Regions from separate parts of the Anser cygnoides genome. Here region 1 is linked to region 2. A link is a contact called in public Hi-C data. All regions are on one chromosome and are shown on one strand. Each heading gives the region's core, a stretch centred on a gene start, on an enhancer-like site or on the middle of the called end of the contact. The rest is flanking DNA. Distances are from core to core; before and after follow the strand shown. Region 1 overlaps SMG6 (SMG6 nonsense mediated mRNA decay factor). Region 2 overlaps SMG6 (SMG6 nonsense mediated mRNA decay factor).

What was found. Hi-C and Micro-C count contacts between places; a contact is called where the count stands out from the background.
Region 1: a Hi-C map of liver shows a contact between it and region 2, with 3 times the contacts expected there. The contact joins two enhancer-like sites. A contact is called at or near these places in 4 of 7 Hi-C or Micro-C datasets (granulosa cells and liver).

The regions. Positions count from the first base shown.
Region 1 is chr18:7,724,492-7,729,486 of Taihu_goose_T2T_genome, reverse strand. All of the region lies in intron 9 of SMG6 (SMG6 nonsense mediated mRNA decay factor), which reads left to right. Among named protein-coding and RNA genes, the nearest start is that of SMG6, 16 kb to the left of the region's middle. Within about 2 kb of position 2,931, at least 2 of the 3 cell types and tissues checked have open chromatin away from gene starts, as enhancers often do. A contact at or near this core is called in liver, where this site is marked.
Region 2 is chr18:7,642,407-7,647,914 of Taihu_goose_T2T_genome, reverse strand. All of the region lies in intron 15 of SMG6 (SMG6 nonsense mediated mRNA decay factor), which reads left to right. Among named protein-coding and RNA genes, the nearest start is that of HIC1, 17 kb to the right of the region's middle. Within about 2 kb of position 3,799, at least 1 of the 3 cell types and tissues checked has open chromatin away from gene starts, as enhancers often do. A contact at or near this core is called in liver, where this site is marked.

The sequences.
Region 1 (4,995 bases), core at 1,682-4,181, 82 kb before region 2:
GGGTGTGTTTATTTTCTCTCAGGGGAGTGGTGCCGGTTTCTTCTGGACCCCACCATCACCTTCCACCCACCAAGCTCTAGAAAATGAGACGAGTGTTAAGCATGCAGGGGGGTGGTCCTCTGGTCCTCTCTGGCCCGATGAAGGCGCTGTCTCCTCGCAGCAGGGGAGGTTGTGGGATTTGTCCTGCTGCTTTTTTCCCCTCTAGGTCTGGATTCAGCCAACTGGGAACCCGTCTGGCAGTGCCTGGTTGGAGTTAGCTTCATGATAGCTTTGCCTGTGATTCTTTTTTGTTTTTATTTTATTTGTGAGATGAGACGTTTGCAAGGATTCTCCCCTTCTGTCTTTCTCAGTCCTTCTCTCCTGCTCTGTTTTATTTCTGTCATTGCTCGTCGTGTCTGAGGACCGTGATGCTGTGTCCGCTTTCAGCTCTGCAGCTGGATCGCGGTCCAAGACAGGAGAAGGCATTTTGGGGAGCACTTGTGCCTCCAGGAGCACTGGGGGGTCCTGGGGGCTCCCTGAGCCTCTGCCTTGATGGCGGGTGTGCGTCCTCGGCTGGGAAAAGGGTCACTGTCCTGGTCAGCTCCTGCATGTTTCACATCCGTTTTTCCTTGGCCGTGTTTGTTGTTTCTGCTCTGTGTACTTGTTCCTCTTCGGCAGCAGCCGCTCGGGTGTCTCTGGGCTGGCTCCTTCTCCCGGCTGGCTTCAGGCTGTGCGATTTTTCCTCGGGGTTCTGCATCTGGAGGGGAGCGCTTCTAGGGCGGCAGCGGGATCAGAGCTCCTGTTAGGCCGTTAGGGGGTTTTGGCGGGGGGGTTTTGGCCGTTTTGCCCCATCAGCCTGGCTTCTGCTTGGGCCAGGCACACGAGGTGGTGGCAGGGACCTGGGTTTGGAGCTGGGGTTCCCTGCTGCCAATACCCGCAGTCCCTGGGAGCTTTTGGCTTGCCGAGAGGCCGTTGTGGTGTGATCCGAGCATCTGTGAGCGTGGCCCGGCTTTTCCTGGGCAGATACCCACAGAAACACCCCTGTTTGTTTATTTACCCTTCCCTGCCAGCTCTTTTCTCACCTCGTAGCTCTTCTTCGTTACGCCCAACTAGGAATTAGTGACAGGTAAAAGCGGAGTTGACGCCGTGCTGTAGCAGCAGCTGCTCTGCCACACGTACACGTGGACACGAGGCCTCTCGGGAAGCTCGCTGATCCGAGGCACCCGTCCCCGGGTCTGCTGGTGGCAGCCTGTGTCCTCGCTGCCGGGCGGCGCTCCTCGGGACAGTGAAGGATGGTGCCTGCTCCTTTCTCTTTCCATGTAGGCTCTTAAGAATAATCCCTGCTGGCAGGAGTACAGGGCTCCGCGTGCGGCCCGTGGCGTCAGGTGGGCAGAGCGCTCACAGAGGGCCATTTTAGGAGCCTCTGGGGTGGAAGACAAGTCCGAGCAGCCAGGGGTTCGTGCTCCCGCTTTAGCTGGGCAGCCCGAAAGCCTGGCGGTGCCGTGGAGCAGGCTCTGCACTCGCCACCCGCTGCCTGCCTTCCCCTCGCTGCTGCTCCCGCGCAGGGTCACCCTTCAGGCTGCTGCTGCTGATGCCCTGGGAGCTCCCAGCCCTGTGCTAACTCTTGCCTGCTTTTATTTTACACCCAACGTTGTGCTCCCGTGCAGAGGGCGGAGGGGACGGAGGCCACGAGCCCGGCAGTGCCTGGAGATGCCCAGCGGCCGGGCTGCCCGCCGAAGCCGCTTCTCACGCCTGTCCCACATCTGAGCCGAGCCCGAGCGGTGGCGTAGGTGCGTCCCCAAAAGGGGGGGGGACACGGGAAGCGAGGGAGTGCCCCCTCGGCCTCTCTCGGCGCAGGAGAGCGACACGAGGTCTTGCAGAGGGCCTTGGGGCAGGCTGCCTGTCGGCGCCTTGCCGCAGGAAGGCGGCTGCTGTTAAGTGAGGAAGTTTGTCTCCTCCACGCTTAGGTGCTCTCTAGTATTTGACGCGAGCGATCCTCTCTGTGGGCTGGCGCGGTGCGGCCTGCCCTGGCCGTCAGGGGAAGGCAGTGCTTCCCCTCCAGCCTGCCGCTCTGCTCTCGTACCTCTGCCGTGCTGCAGCCCTCTGCTGAGCCTCCCCCGTGGCACAAAAAGGAGAGGGAGGCTCTTTGGGGCCAGAACAGCAAGCGCTGGCAGCCAGCTGAAGGCTGCCCCTCCTCATTCCTCTCCTTTGCCCACCACCCACGTGCAAAAGCAGCATGAGTTGTCGAGTCCTTAATTTTCAGGCCCAGAGCGGTGCTTGAGAGGGAGAAACGTGGAGTTCCCTCTGCCCTGCCCGGGCAGCCTCCTGCCCTCACCCCCGCAAGCTCGCAGGAAGCAGTTTGGTTTGGTTACTCATTCATGGAGGTCAGGACTGGGTCTGGGTTTTTTTTTCCCCTTTGTGTTTAGGAAACGGTTTACAAACTGTTTTGAGCACGGGGGAGCTGGTAGCGTGCGAAAGAGGCTTCTCAGGCTCTTTGCTGCTGGACTCGCGTTAATTCTCTGCCCTGCCTCCTTTTCTGTAATCTCTTTCTCGGTTGGCAGCGTGAGTATTTCTGAGTGCTTTCCCCAGGCTGCAAACCCTCCGCCTCCTGATCTGACCTCGGTCACCAAACCACCTCGGGGCTTTATTTTTACTCTAGCCGTTTGGTTTCGCGCGGTAAGGTTGGTTTCTTTCCCCCAGCAGTGAGAAGCCTCCTCTGCGGAGGAAGTAAAAGAGTGCCAGGCTGCAGTTGAAGCTGGTTAAACACCAAAACCACACTCCTAGCCTCTCTGGGCTTGAGACGTGACATTCAGCCATGCAGCTAGCGCTGCCTTTTGTGCCTGCTGCCAGTTGTGCACCCTCCCTGCTCGCGCTGAACTTCTAAAAAACTGTTCTTTTTTATTTTTTTTTAACTTCAAAACAGCGGTAAGAATCCTCAGCTGCAGTTCAGGCACTAGCAATCCGCCCAGAAACGCTGTAGCACGCTGCTGGGGCTCGTGATCCCCCGTGGACGCTCAGCACCGCTCTGCTGAGGCCTCCCCGAGCTCGGTACAGCTCAGGGAGCCTGCTGGCTGAGGCAGCGCGTGCACGCATGGCGTGTAGAACCCACATGTTGCTTTCCAGCACAGCTTGACCTTTTGTCACTACCCAGAAAGCGAAGGCTTAAGCTCTCGGTAAGAGTTTCCAGAAGTTGGTGTTGACTTTTAATTTATTTTTTTTTTTAATTTTTCTTAATTTTATTTTTAGACCGTGTTGGCGGTTTTATTTAACTGCGAAGGACAAGGCAGGGCCTAACGTTACTTGAAGGGGAGAAACACCGACATCGGTCTCCTTCCGGTAACGAGCATCTGGTGCTAATGTGTGCTGGTGGATCGGAGGTGGGAGCGCTACGAGGACATCAAGGGCCTCGTGCCTGTGCGAGAGGCTCCGCTACATCCCAGCGCTCCCGGAGAGGCTGCGGACGGGGTGGGGGCAAGGCTGCGAGTTCCAACAAGCCTCTCATGCTCTAAACCCAAGTACAATCATCCAGAAACCGCCTTCCCCTGTCGCTCGCTCTTTTCCTCATTTCCTCTCCTGCTGGTGCTGATCAGCCGGGGATTTGTGTGTAACCAAACCCCTCCCGCTGCCGCACGTGAGGCCTCGCTCGTGGCAGCGGGTCCGATGGGCCCGGCGCTGCGGAGCGCTGTCGGGCGGGGAGGGTTTGCGCTTCAGATGAGAATACTGCAGGAATTGGCAGCGCTGGTAGAGGAAGTAAAACGTCTAACAGCAGGACTGGGAAATTTCCCAGAGCAGGGCGAAGCCTGTCAGACGGTGATTGCTCTTGAGCTTTTTTTTTTGTTGTTTGTTGTTGGTCTAACCTTGATCTCTGTCTGCAGTTGGCCCGCTCCCACCTTTTCTGCCGTCTGTTGAACGCTTTTTGGGATGGCACCTCGTATTCCGCAGCCAAAACCCTTTATTTCTGCCACGGGGAATATTTATTTCTTTCCACTGTTGAATGAGCCACTTCCAGCCAGGCTTCGTATCCACTGTGGAGGTGGGTATTAGGAAAGAAACTTCCTTCCGGAGGATCAGGGAGTGGAACCTGCTGGAATCTGTGTCATTTCCTCTGTCCTTGGCTCTGCTCTTCCTCCCCAGCAGACCTCAGTGCTGCGTGGCGCACGGCGGAGACGAAGATGCCTTCGTGCCCCGGGTGAAACCACCCAGGTAGGAGCGAAGGCTCCGGAAGAGCTCCCCAGGCAGCGCCCTGCCCGCGCGTGGGCAGCCAGCTGCAGCGGTGGGAGCCGCGCGGAGCGCTGGCCGCCTCTCGCTGCCCTCTGCCCCGCCGGTGGACGCAGCTTGGGAGAGCAGGAGTGCGAAGAGCAGCCTGTGATAATGCTGTCAGCCTTCTGGAAGGCTCGGCCTCCGCTCAGCCTGTTGTCCAAACGTCTCCTCTGCCGGCCTCGTTCCTTCCTAAGCCTTTTTGGGTTAGATCTCTCCTGTCCTCACCTTTCTGAATTTCTCCTGTCGTCTCCCTCCTTCGTGCTTGACCCCACAGATGATCTGCTCTGGAATAGCGGAGAACGCTGACGACACCCCGAGCTACGTTAAGGGAAGATCTCTTACAAACAGGGCTCAGCACACGTCCCTTGGTGTCACGTTTTTATTGCAGATGCTGGTTTCTTCCTGGCACGCTGTGCGTGTTTGAGCATAAGCTGCTTTTTGCTGGGGCTTCAGCACGCAGCCTGCCCCTTACCTGCTGGACGAAGCACGGCCCTGCCCGGGTCATCTCTCAGTGCTTAACCAGATGCAGCCTTCAAGAGCTGAGCTTGTATCCTAAATGACCTGCAGCACCGGAGCCAACTTGTGAAACATTTAGTGTTGAAAGTGAACTTGATATCTCAGCTGAGGACCCTCTTTGGCGTGTTTGCATAGATTCATGGAGTTTATGGCCAGCAGGGACCATTAGATCATCTAGTCTGATCTCCTGTATATCACAGGTCCTTAAATTTCACCCTGCTACTCCTGCGTGAAGCCAAA
Region 2 (5,508 bases), core at 2,550-5,049:
GCGTTGCCATCGTTATGGGGACAAACAGACGGGACACAGGTGATCCCGTCCCAGCCCTGACCTATTCCCAGCGCGTTTCCCAGTGGGAACCGGCGGATTAAACTGGTCGCACTGGTCGCAGCTGCCTGGCGGTGCTTGCTGTAGCTTTAAGAGCGAGCTCACATGCATGGCTCTTGGCTCCTCGCTCGCTCGCAGCCCCTCTTCCTCCAGCCTCGCCGCCCAGATGAGGATTTCTCAGCAGAGGAAAAAATTCTCCCTGGCTCCCCTCCCCCTCACCTCCGCCCTCTCTAATGCCCAGGGCCCTTCACTTCCATAATTCTTCATTTTCCAGCCTTGAACGTAAGCCAGACACATCTGTCTGGCCATATGCGTGAACTCTGCAGTGTGTGCCGAGGTGGTTGTAAAACAGGGCTGCTGAAGGCCCTACTGGGAGAGCGCGCACATGTGTACCCTCCGGCTGCTGGCGCCGGGCCCAGAACCACTGCGCTTCACTTTTCCAAACCCACCCCAACCTTTTTCTTTTTCTTTTTCATTTTTTTTTTTTTCGTTCGAATTTCGAGAAATTCGCGTCGAGGCGAAGGGTCTGAAATCGCGCCGGGAGGGAGGAGGGGCCCGCAGGGCAGTCCCCGCGTTGTTGGCAGGTACCCGGCTCCCTTTTAATGCGAGGAGGAAGAAAGCCGAGCGCGAGATGGGAGAGACGGGCTGTAAATTAAAAGCTGCCCGAAGCCTCCCGGCCTCCCCCGGCTTGTTAAGCGGGAGGTGTAAGTCAATTCCCCGCTTCCCACCGCCGCGTCCAGGCACGGCCAAGAGGAACCGCACGTGTTCGGGGTGTTCGGGGAGGGCAGCGCCGCGCACATCCCAGCCCCGGCCACCGGCCCAGCTGCGGCGGGGCCCCCCGGGACGGCCGCTGCCCCTTCTGCGGGGAGCGTGGGGGCTGCCTGGCGCGTCGGGGGCTCGCTGCCTGGCCTGCTCCTCCCTTCCTCCCGAGCCGGGCTGGGGCCGGCGCTCGCAGGCGGAGAGAGGTCAGAATGAGGGTGTGGGCAGCTCCGGGGGCTGCACAGCTGAGAGCTGAGGTGCACTTGGAGCCCGAGCGCGCGGGGCGGAGGAGAAGTCCTCGGGGCTTCGCTAAAGTCATCCCGGCTGGCTGGGAACAGCCCGGAGCTGAACATGTGCGTGCCGGCCCCGGTACCGACCCCGCAGCCAGCTCTGCACCTCACCCCCCCCCCCCCGAATTTCCCTGCCTTGACCTGCGGGTCCCCGGTCTTCCCAAGGGATATTGTGCGTCCTGGGACCTCCTGCCTTGTGGTTTCATCCCGTTTCTCCAGTTCACCGCTCCTTTCCCGAGTTCACACGTCGGCTGCTCTCCAAGCCCCCCGCCCGTGACCCCGGGGACGAGCGCAGCCCCACGTACTTGCTGGAGCTGAGCAGCTGCAGCTCCTGTTCTAGCAGGGCCGAGAGCCTCAGCTCTCCAGGCACGTCCCCGTGGCCGTGCCTGCGCCCTGATGGGCACGTGGGCCTGGAAAGCCCGAGCACCTCGGCTGCCTCCTGCAGCACAGGCAGTGACCCAGGGTTCAGGGTAAAGCCTTCGTCCCTTGGCCACCGTTTTCTTTCTCAGTTCCAACGTTCCCATCCATGAGCTTCCCCTGCTCCCGTCCCGTGGCAGGGTTTGACGTGCCCAAGGGGAGCCTGGTGTCGTGGCCTCGCCCGAGCCCCGCAGAGCCGTGCTGCTCGCAGCTAAACCCCTGCCTTCTCCCGGCAGTTCTCGTGCTCTACCTTCCTTCCTCCGCCGTGCTCCCCGCCTCTCGGTGCCCAGCTGTGCTGCCGGTGGAGCTCACCCGCTCCACGCCTGTCCCGGGATCCCTGCGCTGCACCGGCTGGCAGGACAGCCCCGCTCCTCCATGCTGCAGCTCCCAACCACAACCATCGCTGCGGTCACGCTTACACCAGCCTCGAGGGCGATTTGGGCTTTGTTGTGCTTCCTTCACTGCCCTGGCTTGGGTGTGCACAGGACTGTTGCTCAGGCTGGGGGGGAAGCACAGGTCCTGGCAGAGGAAATAGTGAATGGGGGTTGCCCTGCTGACACCAGCTGCAGGGAGAGCAGGAGGGCTCGGTTCCCCTGCACAAGCCGGGACCCCAAAACCATCACGCTGAGCAGGGCCAGGTAGGGCAGAGCGGGTTTAGGTCGCAGTCTGCTGCATCCTGGTGGCAAGGGGCAGCCCTTTGCTGCCCGACCATGGCTTGCGGGGTGGCTGCTGCTCCCTGGCTCCGCCGCCTCCATCCTGCCCTTACCCTCACCCATGCTGGCACGGAGCCCCGTGTCACGGGCAGGTGACGGCAGCGAGCCGAAGGGCCAGCCACCTCCCTGAGCGCTACCCGAATATTTTCGGGGCAGGCAGGTGGAGCGGGGAGGTGGCAGGGCCGTGCCCCGTGCCCCCGGCCGCCCCCGCCGCTTGGCCCGGCCCTCAGTGCGCGCTGTTCGGAGCCCCCTGTCCTTTGTGCCGCCGCCGCGCGCTGGGAGCGGCCGAGTTTCCTGAGCGGTTGAAAACATCCCACCTGAAACATAACAGGCTCTTCCTCTGGATGCTGCTATTGTTTCGCTCAGCATTACAGAAGCAGCTCGGCCGGGCGGCCAATTATGACATGTCTTCCCAAAATAGCCGCGCTCCTGTCCCTTCTGAGCCCACGGAACGGCCGCCCCCTTAAGATGCAGCCGCTCCTTTGTGGCGGTAGTGTGAGTAACTGGCTAAATATAGCCGCATCCCATTCACGCTCTCGTCTGGGCGCAGGAACAATGCCGCGGGTGCACACGCGCTGACACGCACCTGCCTGGGAGCGGGTGCCTGCCGGCTGCGGAAGGCGCACACCCACCCACGGCGGCTCCGCCACGGCGGCGGCCCCGGCTTGCTACCAGGCACGGGGCACGTTTACTCCTGAGGAAGACGCTGCGGACGAACCTTGGAAGGAGGAAACCCTCGAGCAGAGGCGAGGGAGGCATTGTTCTCAGCCCTGGAAAACGCGCCTCCCAGCCCCGCACGCGCGCGCGTTGCCGAGCGTGCGGGGACGGAGCGGGCAGCGGCACCGGGGTGCCCCGCGGATGGAGGGCGGCTCTCGGAGGGTCAGGGCAGAAGGGGTGGCAGCAGGATGGTGACAGCCCATCCGTCCCGGCAGGGCGGCGTCACCGCCGGTGACCCGTCCCGGAGGTGGCAGGGCACGCAGCTCTGCGGGGCTCCGGCTCCTGGCTTTTCTCTGCCGGGCTGCAGGAACCCACCGCTGCGCTCCTGGCGGACATCTGTCTGCTGTGCCATCAGCAGAAAATGCAGCCTGGCGGCTCGACCCTCGCAAAGACCTGTCCCCATCCCAAAGTGGGATCCCTCCGGCCAGGCAGCGGCTTCCGGGGAATCCCCCAGGTGATCCCAGCTGATGGATGAGCTGGGAATTTGGGACTGTGCGCGCAGGAGTGTCTGATCTCAGTGCTGCCACCAGCTGGGGCAGCTGCGGGAGCTGCCTCCGGCTCCTGCCGAGCTCCTGGGAGAAGCCCCTGACCAGGGAGCCGTGGCCGGGATCGGGGCTGCGGGTGGGTGCGGATTTGGGGGCTGCAGTGGCCAGGAGAAGGAAAAGTGGCTAGCCCCGAGAAGAGCAGCGAGCTGCTGGCCCCAGGGGTCCCCTGCCGGGCTCCAGCCCCGCAGGGTCCCTTTGCCACGGAGCCAGGGAGTGCGTTCAGCCCCGATAAAGCTAAAATCTGCCTGTCCTAAAGTGCTTGCACTGGGGTGAGGCTGCACCAGCTCAACCCCCGAGGGTCTTCCAGACCCCACCACCCACCGAGCCACTCGGGCCACCCTCCCCTTCTACCACGGGGGACAACGAGGCACGACGGGACCGGTGTCGTCGATGGGCACCGTCGGCTCGCGGCGCAGAGCCCGGCCCGGAAGCGGGCATCCCCACCCCGTCCCCGCGCCCCCTCGTCCTCGCCGTGGGGCAGCGGCCGTGCCCGCGGGCCAGCGGAAGGGTTAACGCGGCGCTCGCTCCCCGTCCTGCACATGGGCTCCCTTTCATCTCTGGCTCGAGGCCAGCCGGAGCCTGTATGAATCACAGGCCACTCCTCTCCTCCCCCCCCCCCAAGCCCCTTGGCCAGAGGCTTCTGCAGCCTTTTACTCACACAAACAAAAATAAATCTCGCTGCCGGCCTCTGAACCCTGCAAAGGCGAGTTTCCCTCTGGCTCCCCGAGCGGCCCGGAGCTGTGCGAGGGGACTTGGCACGCTCCCCGCCGACCTCGCTCTTTCACTCCCGGCGCATCCTGTGTCCTTCTCTCACCGGGCGGCCCGGGGAGCGGAATGGGACGTGACGGCCGGCACAGGCATCGCTCGCAGCTGCCAGGAATTGGCCGGGTACGGCCCGCGAGAGCCGCCGGGGCAGATGCCACCCACGAGGGACCCGGCGCCGCTGTCACCTGCGTGGCCCCGGCCGGCCGGGTAGGTGAGCTTCCCGCTCCGTGCGTGCGGGGCCGTGCTCCCCCGGCCGCCTGCGTGGGGCTGGGGTCTGCGTCGGGGCGCACGCAGGGTCCCCCCCCCTTGCTTTTTTGGGTCATCGTTACCCGTGGCAGGCCGGCTGCTGGGACGCGTGGCTTTGCGGAGCCTTCCTGGTTGAACTCAGTGGTTGACGAGGGACGTGCTGCTGTGGGTCGGCCAGCAGGGCCCTTCTCCGTCCCCATGGAGTAGGGCTCGGTGCTGCCCAGGGCCAAACATCTCGTCTCTGCGCTCCCGAATGTTGGGCAGAAACCCACCTGACACCCTCCTTGCTGCGAGGATGCGGGGGCAGCCCCGTGCCGTGGCTGCTGTCGCATTGTCCCCTCTCCATACATCCTCCCGTGGCACCCAGGCGTGCAAACACCTCCCTGCCTCGCCGTTTCCCCAGCCCAAGGTTGGCAAAGGCAGTGCACGTGCAGAGCCAGCACCCAGCACGTGGAGCCAGCCGCCCCCCGGTGCCCCCTGCTCGCTTTTCGCCTTTCTGGCCGATGGGAGCAGTGGCCAGGAGGGCGTGAGGCACGTGGGGAAGGTTCTGGTTGCTGCCTCGACTTGTGGGAGGTGGCAGCATCAAGACATCTTGATTTAAAGCCAGATGACAGCACTTGGAAACGCATTAAATCCCACTTATTTCCATGGCCGCTGCTGGCCCCTGCAGCTCTTCGTTCCAGGGTGCCCCTGGGGCTTTGGCATGGCTGCGGGAGGGTTCGGACCCGAAACCCCGTAACGCTGGGCACAGCGGGGTCAGCACAAGGGGCTGGGTAAGGCTGGGCTTCCCCTCCTAGCCCCGGGGCGCTCCATGTGGTTGCAAGCCCGGTCTCGCAAGGCTTCGCCTGGTGGTTCTGTTCCCCAGCAGTGCTGCTGTGCTCCATGGGTGAGCGGTTCCTATTAGAGGCAGCAAACATCAGCGAGTCCAGGGAAGCTATTTTTAAGCGGAGGAAGCACTAGAATAGCATCCTGAGTTTTTTAAGCCCATGACTTACTAAA